Linked DNA regions of Sus scrofa: all the other regions are linked to region 1. The links are chromatin contacts, called in public HiChIP or PLAC-seq maps. All regions are on one chromosome and are shown on one strand. The core of a region is the stretch at or near the end of the contact, and the rest is flanking DNA. Distances in the headings are between cores, read along the strand shown.

Region 1 (2,935 bases), core at 323-2,822:
GCCACGGATTTCCCGCACCTGGATCGTGCCGCGGTCCCCGGCCCCACGCTGGGGTTGTGGTAGCAGAGTTTCCTCTGGCGTACCCCAGAAAGGCGATGTGCGTTTAGACGGGCACGCTGTGTGACTCTCAGGTGCGAGAACACTCGCGAACCACTGACTTGGACTCTTCACATTAAATTAGCATGATGTTCACACCTCAAAAGTCTTTTTACTCTTAGTGATGTTACCGCTGCTAGGAGCTCATCTACAGTGGGCTCTTATTACTTGCCAGGGTGTGGACGGGAAAAGACACGAAAGATTAGAAAGTGTGCACAGGAACTATATCCAGTCACCTGTGGTGGAACGGGAGGGAGGATAATGTGAGAAAAAGAAAAATACACACACATATATATAAAACTGGGTCACTTTGCTGTGGAGTAGAAATTGATAGAACACTGCACATCAGCTTTAATGGAAAAGATAAAAATGTAACAGAATGTAAATCAACTTTAATGGAAAAAATGAAAATCATAAAAAAAGAAAATGTGCACAGAATGTAACAGACACCTTTCATGTAGCTCCTAATTAGCTTTTCCCTTTTGAGACTCTGTACCAAGAGTCATCTCTGGACATACGGTCACAGCGTTGAACTTGGTCCCACTTCAAAAAGAGATAAAAGGGAATGGCTTGTTGTCACCTATCTCCAGTGGCTTGTTGTCACCTCCCTCCAAGCTTTTTACATCTGTAGGCAGAAAGTGTTTGAGTGATACCGAGGCAAGTACAGCAGTGACCAGAAATGAAACACAGATTTAGAAATATTCTTAAAGATTGCTGGACTAACGTGACATTTTGAAAGAGGAAAACAAGGAGAAACAGTGATTCTTACGAGCAGAGAAGTAATCCTGGAACGGTTTTTGCAGGAAGGTGACGGCAAATGTACTTTTTTGTTTTAACAATTAAAATTTTAAAAGTTGAAACACAGCTGATTTACAATGTTGTGCTTATTTCAGATGTACAGCAAAGGGATTCCCCGGCACACTCAGATTCTCTTCCCTTCCCCGGCACACTCAGATTCTCTTCCCTTCCCGGTTATTACAGAACACTGAGTAGAGTTCCCTGTGCTCCACAGCAGTCCTCGCCAGCTATCTGCTTTATGCACAGTAGTGCGTATATTTTAACCCCAAACGCCTGATCGACCCTCCCCCGGCAGTTTACTTTCAATCTGCTTCTCTTGCACGTCGTTATTTCTAAGGAGGACCCTGTCGCAGTGCCGTACCTACAGCGTGGGTGTCTTCCCCAGAAGCTGGAGAACAACTTGAAGGTCAAATGTCACTTCCACTTCGGGGGCTACGTTTTACCATATGCTTTATTAGCCTTCGGCCCAGCAATAGGATACTCATCCACACCCAGGCATTTAATACACGCGGTGTCCAGGGAGAAACAGCAGCCCCGCCCCAGCCATCCTGCCTGCAGCTCAGCGGACACATGTCCCTAATCCCTTCGACATCAAGGGCACTGGGCACTGGTGTTGGCCTGGCCAGAGTGTCACACAGGTCATGCTGCGATGGACAGCTGCAGCCCATGAGGCAGAAACCATCCTGGGTTTCTTCTGCCAGCTCCGTTCAGCCAAGAAACAACAGGACACTGCCCGAGATGGGAGCATGCAAATGTTCAAGAGGTTTTTTTCCTGTGCTTTGAGAGCGAGTAGCTAAAGATAATAAAACATAAATGGGAAAGGGTAAAGGACAGAGACTCCCAGTTCAGATGAGCCTCTGCCAATGGAAACTGAAACGGGAGCCAACCCCGTTGGAGCCTCACCGGCCTGCACGTCGGAGGTCACCAGAGCTGCTGGCAGCAGGAGCTGTCCGAGGGCAGCTCAACTCTCAAAATGCGAACCTAGGTCAGTGAAAGCCAGCAACGCCTTCTGCCCACGGTCTGTGCCTGTGTGGGAGGGAACCCAATTCACGGGGACAGGGGGGCTTGAGCTCTTTCCTGAGAATTCCACCAAAGGCACCCCATCTGGGAGCCATTTCTGAAGGACCGTCTCGATCCTCGTCCCCTGGGGCCCGGAACAGTGCCTGGCACAGAACAGCAGTGCTGTGATTATCCGCCCAAGGGCCGACCCGCTCCCTCTCCCTCCCACCTTCCAGACTCATCAGCTGCGTTGCTCCTCTAAGTAGAACTCACCCCCTGCACCCCACACCCCACGGCCGCGGGCTGCTTCCCCTGGTCCAGGCCTCCTCGCCTTTATTCCCGGACCGTGTCATGGTATCTAACGAGTTTTCTTAGTCCGAATCTTCCTTCCTGTTAGTCATTCTAGGCACAACGTCAGAGAGCTCTTGCTGAAATCTCCCCTTTTATAATTTGCTGAGAAACTGTGAGCGGCTCCCCACAGCCTTCAGATAAGAAGACCCCAATTCCTTTGAGTGGGGACCAGCCCCACTCACTTCTTCGGCCTTGCCTCCTTCTCTCCCCGCACGCACCCCCTGTCCCAGCCATCGTCTGTTGGCTATAAGATAGATCCCCCATTGTCCTGTCTGGTGTCCCTGGGCGTCCCCGGCTTGCTGGTCATCCTGGATCACTCAGACTTTGACTCCCGCCCCTGGGATCACGCCCTCCTCAAACTCCCACCACCTCCACCAGGACCCTGTGCCACTCAAGACTTTGCTTGATGTCACCCTGGACCCTGTCCTGTTCCTCATCCATCTCAGTGTCCCTGCGCCTGCGACCACATCTTTCACAGAGATGCTCTCAGGGAGTACTGCTCTATGAGGCTCAAGAAGCCGAGCTTCACACGCATCTGTGGCCTCTCTCTCTCTCTCTCTCTTTCTTTTTAAGGCCGCACCTGCAGCATATGGAAGTTCCTGAGCGAGGGGTCAATCGGAGCTGCAGCTGCCGACCTACACCACAGTCACAGCAATACCAGATCCGAGCCACATCTATGACCTACACCACA
Region 2 (2,935 bases), core at 184-2,683, 190 kb after region 1:
TGATGGAGCCTGATGCTGTCGGCCACCACCTGTCACCGCGGGACCACACGGACCGTCTGCAGTCGAGACACCCTCGTCTCACAGGTGCGTCTCCGTGTCCTTGACCAAGAACACACGATGCTGGCTATAGCCAACACGTTCGTGCCACGGGATGGAAGAAGGGCTGCCAACCCCCCTTTTAAACGTGGGCGGACCCCCAACTGCGCCGTCCGCGCGTCCCCCAGAGGTTTCCCTGCCTCCTTGGTCCCTGAGAGCAGGGTATGACTCACGTTTGGGTGCTTCTGGGTGTCTGGCACCAGACCTCACACTTGGCAGGGAAGTCAGTCGTCTTGGAAGGAATGCGAGGAGGCCTTTTCGAAGAGGGAAGGGTGGATTCCACTGGGTCGCGCAAACTAGTTCTTGAACAACTGTGTGATTTAAGAGGAACGCCCACCAGTACGGCCCTGCATGGTGGGTCTGCAAGCACTTCTGTACATTTATCGTCTCGGAGCAGGTGTCAGGAAGCTTATTTTACTGCTGAGGAAACCGATTTTGAGAGAGATGATAGGATTCATCTCAGGGTTCCTTATTCTCTAGTTTGTGGGATTAGAAAACACTCCCCCTTCCACACACACACACACACACACACATACATCTTCCCAAATTCATTCAAGAGGTCTATGTTTTTAATGTCTTAGTCTGCCTGCCTCATTATCATCAAAGCTCTACTTAATGATAGAGAACATTGGCTATCACCTGGAAAATATCAGTTCCTTCCACTGTCGCCAGATGCCTCACGCCCACAGAACATACTGAGGGGCTGCTGGGGTCTGACAGGGCTGAACCTGGGGACCCCGTCTGTTGTGTGTGCATCTAAAATTCGTCCTGAGCCTTGCAAACACTCAGTCATGGGGCACCAGGTCAGGAGACAATGACACGTCAACTTTGGCTGGTAAAACCTAAAGATCTGGTCCAAAAGAAAGCTGAAGTTAAATATTCTTGCTCAGAAATGTTTGCCCTTCCCTGTAATATCAGGACCATGGCAGTAGGGTAACATTCTCCAAAATGCCGTTTCCTTGACACGTTTTAAGCATGTCGTATCCATACACCTGTCACCCAAATGATGTAAAGGCAGTCAGCACTCAGGTCAGAAGAATGTGCTCCCGTCCTCCCACCCCCGAGGTCAGCCCGGGGTGCTGGCAGGTGGAGTAGGAGCGGGAGCGGGCTGGGGACGCCACCCCCCCTTGTGAATCAAAGCCAAAAAAGGTGCCTCCGTGCTGCTGGTTCTTTGATCTCTTGCTCCCTATTTTTAGAGCTCGTCTGCCAACATCCTTTGCCCCGTGCCATGACCTTTCATGACACGCGTCTCCTGGTGGTTATTTTGGGATCCTATTCCTACCCGAAGTATTACTACGGCTAGGATTAATGGATGAGGTCGGTCAGCACAAGCCTTTGCTTGAAAAAGGCCCCAAAGCACATGTTCCTACATGAGGGTGAGGAGCTGGTGTACAGAGGACACATACATCACCCCTATTTTTAGTCGGCGACGCATTCTAGGACCGCTGAACGTGGCAGATCACGGCAACCACACCAGACAGCATTCTCCAGGGGGACAGTCTGGGCACGTGGGTTTTGAAAATGTGTCCAGCACAGATAAAGGGGTACAAATGTGGGTGTGTGTATTGTTGAAGGGGCGAGAAAAGAGGGACAACCATAAGCTGAGGACTTGTCACTTTAATTTTCTTCAGCCTTGACCTCTCCCTAAATCTACAAACCGTATGAGAATCCACGCCTGTCATGATGGAAGAGCAAAGAGATCAAAGCCCTTCAACTGCTCAGCGTCCCTCAGCAAAGCATTTCTACACAGAATCTTAAAAAGGAAAACAGAAGTCCCCTTGTGTCAAACATAAGAACGACACATAGGTCCAGGGGGGAAGAAATCCCTCCTCTGTGAAGAAGGCATCTCTGTGTTCACACTGTACTCTCTGTGTCAAGACGGTGTTAACTAGATGGCCGCATGAATGAGACCATTTGAGACAACAACAGCTAAACTTTATTGAACACGGCTCTGTGACAAGCACTGTTCCACAAGATCTGCATAAATTAAATCACTGAATGCTTTCAATGAACCCATGAGACAGGTGCCTGTAACGTCCCCGTTTCAGAGATGAGGATACGGAAGTGTAGAGAGGTGACAGGTGTCTCGTCTCAGGCCAAACTGCCCTTAAGTGAGAGCCACACTCAACATCAGGCACTTGGGGATGCAGGCTTGATGCTCACGGAGTGAAGAAATGGGTCTTCTGCCTCTGCTGTATCCACGAAGAATTTGAAGGAAGGGCTAAACTTACTATTGTGGCCTGAGTTGTATCCCTCAAAATCCATGGGTTGACGTCCTAAGCCCAGTCCTTCCTCATGCGACTGTATTTAGAAACACCGTCTCAAAGAGGTACTGAAGTTAAGATGAGGTCTTTGTGGCAGTCCAACTACGGTCACCCAGCCTGCTGGTGTCTTCCCGAGGAGAAATGGACCACATGCACGTGTGCACACCGGGACCCATGCCATCTGCAAGCCATGGGAAGACACCTTAGAAGTCAGCCCTGCCAACACATTGATCTTGGACTTTTAGCCCCCATAACTGTAAGAAAATAAATTTCTGTCATTTAAGTTGCCCATCTGTGATCTCTTATTACAGCAAAACTAACACCCTCAGTGTTACAGTGTAACGTGAAAACCAAGGAAAGTGCATTTGGTTCAAATGAGTCAAAACAAATACATCAGTTTGAGGCAGGTCGTTGCTTCCCGTCCGTGGAAAATGGGTTGACCAGTTAGTTACGCAACTTGGACAAGTTCCCAAACAGATAGGAGGTGCCATCAGGACTTCTGATGCCCAGACAGTGCCACCCTTAGAAGGTCTTCCATGAACACAAAGACTGAAGAATGTCTCTTCCCTTCGAGC
Region 3 (2,935 bases), core at 238-2,737, 160 kb after region 1:
AAACTAATTTTAGTCATCTGGAGATCTTGGTAAACACTCCATGGTGACTCTTTTAGAAGTCAGTGTGAGCCTACTATCTCTGCTTCATTTCCTCTCCCAATAATCCACGCAAGGTATTTTTAGAGCATGACATCACAGGGCTTGTCTAGGTGGGTGTCTCTGTTTCAGAGCTGGCATTTGAAATAGTTTATAATATTTTATAATATATATTATTATGTTTTATAATAACTATAAATGGAATATAACCTTTAAAAACTATGAATTACCGTTTGTACAAACCTGTGACATATAATATTGTACCACAGCTATACGGCAATTTTTAAAAAAAGAAAATTCTGCCACAGATTTCAAAGTCAAAAGGTCTCTGATTAAACGAACCAGAAAAGTGACCAACAGGTAAGACAACAAAGGCTAAGGAAATTAAGTCCTATACATGCTGCAGGTGCAGCACAGCCCCTCTTCTCATTTCAGCAACACTTGCCACCAACCCCAGCCCACAGCTACACAGAGGGAGAGAAAAATGCCCATCGCTGAGGCTAAGAGCTTTCCTTCCAGCTTCCACACTGCACTTTTGGGGTGTGAGATGATCCCTTAGCTTCTTAACCATCTTGTTCCGTGACCAGCCCCTGGGCGCCGAGTCGCATTTCATCGGCAGTCAGTCACCTGCCAGATATAGAGCTCCTGTGACTTCTGCAGTGTCTCATGGGTCACTGAGAAAGAAGAGGGCCTGAGGACAGACTCCACTGGTCAGATCATCCAGTCCAGTGTGTAACCCTTGGCCAAGACCTCCTACGTCACGGAGTGTGAACTGTGCCTAAGACCTTGCACTGGGGTTTTGCGGTTCTGAGAAAGACGCTGGGTTTGGCTCTTTACCCAGGAACGTGGACACCAGGGTGGGGCTGAGCTGGAAGAAGAGCATGAGGAGAATCCCAGGCAAACCAGACCCCTGAGGTTGGCAGCGAATAGCCCATGGGCCAGAAAGAGCGCGACGGGACCCAGTTCTACCTGCAAAGCTCCTGATTTCCATGTGCTCCTTCACGAAAACCTCCAGCCCTGGGAGGTGGCTGTCAATACGGTCTAGTCCAGAAAGAGAAGCGGGGCTTTAAATGACGTGTTTGAGAAGCAAAAGGAGAGACGGGCAGAGGAAATTGGCAGAATTGGAAACATTAATAGGGAAAAAGAGGGCAATGGCACATCCTGCCATTATTTGCATAAGAAAGGCAACTAAAAAGAGTTCGTTAAAAGCAACGTTGAGACTCTCGGATTTGAGGGGCCGAGGCTTTGCTATAGGAAACTTCATCCGACTCCATTTGCCTCTTTCCAAAGAAAACACGCCACACACCAAGACACCGACCTTCTCTCCGAGCTGCGGGAAGGTCGGCCGCACGGACAGCCTCCTCTTTGCGGGGACCGCGACGTCCTCACTCGCCTCTGAGGGCGCGTGGGCTGGGCCCCCGCTCCGCTCAGCGAAGCGCGCCTCTGAGAACAGAGGCCGCTGCTGCCGCGGCCGTGACCCCGCACGCTGTGCCCCTGCCCTCCTGGGAAGCCAGCCTTTTGAGGAAGTTGTGGTGAGGAATGTCTGGAATGTTTTTAGGCCCGAGTCCGGGAAGCCTGGTGGTCCCTGAGCAGCCTTGCTCGTGAGGGTCAGCAGGACCCCTTCCATCGGGGTGCAGTCGGGGAAACTCACCAAGATGCGGGAGGAGGGGGTCTCTTCTCAACCGCGAAATGCGGCATGGGAGTTTCTCTCCCGATTCCAGCTGCATCACACGGACCAGCTACTATAGTCCCAGGCTAACGAGAGGGTAGGTGTTAAACGGGCTGTGAATTTTCAGCTTAAAAAATAGCAACTACATGCGCATTTTTTTGGATTCTGTTTAGCTCGGCATATGAAGGAGTGAACACCGCTAAACACCAGCACAACTGCACCCTTGATTTTATGTTCTCTGCAGTGGTTATTCATAGGGTGGGAAGTTCTAATTATATTTTAAAGGTTTTAAATATATTTAAAGGCTTAAACACTGTATTTATAGGTAAGCATATGCACATACACATACATGTATATGAATGTATTTTGCCTGAACGCCTCTTTTGTTTTTTAGAACTGTCACTTTGCTAAGGAGGAGCACCCAGCTTTAATAAAGACACTTAACATGGAAAATCATATTTAGCGGGTAGAATAGCACGGTCTTGTTTCTTAACTTTTTATCGTGAATATTCTCTCTCTCTTGGGATTTCTCAGACTTTTCATCTGCCCTTCACAGGAAGAAATACATTTAAACTTCCCGATCTGGCACATGCACGTGTTTAGGCGCGGTTTATATACATAGATGAGTATGCATGAGAGACAAAACCGACCTTTTCAAAGTCTGATACACTCTGGGGTTTTTCCGTCCTATTTTTTCCCTTGTATAAAATATCATCATGACTCATTTTATTAATTTCCCTACCCGCTCATGGGTCAGGACCTGCAATTTGAGAAACATTGTTTTACCTGGATTTTTAAATAGTTTTGTAATTCTATTAAGGAAAATAAAATGTTATACTGTAACAATATGGGTGCCTGAAATGATTCAAGGAGAGGCAGGAGTGCTAATAAAAGGACCTTATCTTTGACCCCATGCGGTATGATCATTATTACTATGTTGTCATAAATCTGGAGAATGTGAACATTTGAAAAGTAAGTCATGTAACCCCTTTCTTTTCAAATAGTGTTATCATAACCTTCCAAGCTTGAAAATGGAGCCCTCTTCTTTTGTTAGCCCTCCCACCCACAGGCCCTCCAGTTTTTGTGGGGTTTTTTTAGAAATGGTGAAGATATTTAATAGAACAGAAGTTAAGGGTGAAGTCCAGACTTTACCGTAGCAGACTTGCACCGGCTCACTGTAGATTATCGAAAGGCCGCAGGCAGCAGAAGCAGCTGCAGTTGGGGTCCAGA

Evidence for each region. HiChIP or PLAC-seq counts read pairs in DNA pulled down with a chosen protein or histone mark.
Region 2: an H3K27ac HiChIP or PLAC-seq map of skeletal muscle shows a contact between it and region 1. The contact joins two enhancer-like sites. A contact is called at or near these places in 2 of 47 Hi-C or Micro-C datasets (embryonic fibroblasts and fetal heart ventricle) and 1 of 2 datasets of contacts at active chromatin or transcription factors (skeletal muscle).
Region 3: an H3K27ac HiChIP or PLAC-seq map of skeletal muscle shows a contact between it and region 1. The contact joins two enhancer-like sites. A contact is called at or near these places in 1 of 47 Hi-C or Micro-C datasets (skeletal muscle) and 1 of 2 datasets of contacts at active chromatin or transcription factors (skeletal muscle).

Annotation. Positions count from the first base shown.
Region 1 is chr4:130,595,543-130,598,477 of Sscrofa11.1, reverse strand. All of the region lies in intron 4 of DDAH1 (N(G),N(G)-dimethylarginine dimethylaminohydrolase 1), which reads right to left. Among named protein-coding and RNA genes, the nearest start is that of BCL10, 48 kb to the left of the region's middle. Within about 2 kb of position 1,572, at least 12 of the 83 cell types and tissues checked have an H3K27ac peak or open chromatin away from gene starts, as enhancers often do. A contact at or near this core is called in skeletal muscle, where this site is marked.
Region 2 is chr4:130,408,644-130,411,578 of Sscrofa11.1, reverse strand. It overlaps a transcript of ZNHIT6 not described here. Among named protein-coding and RNA genes, the nearest start is that of CYR61, 15 kb to the right of the region's middle. Within about 2 kb of position 1,433, at least 3 of the 83 cell types and tissues checked have an H3K27ac peak or open chromatin away from gene starts, as enhancers often do. A contact at or near this core is called in skeletal muscle, where this site is marked.
Region 3 is chr4:130,435,178-130,438,112 of Sscrofa11.1, reverse strand. No RefSeq gene overlaps it. Among named protein-coding and RNA genes, the nearest start is that of CYR61, 41 kb to the right of the region's middle. Within about 2 kb of position 1,487, at least 9 of the 83 cell types and tissues checked have an H3K27ac peak or open chromatin away from gene starts, as enhancers often do. A contact at or near this core is called in skeletal muscle, where this site is marked.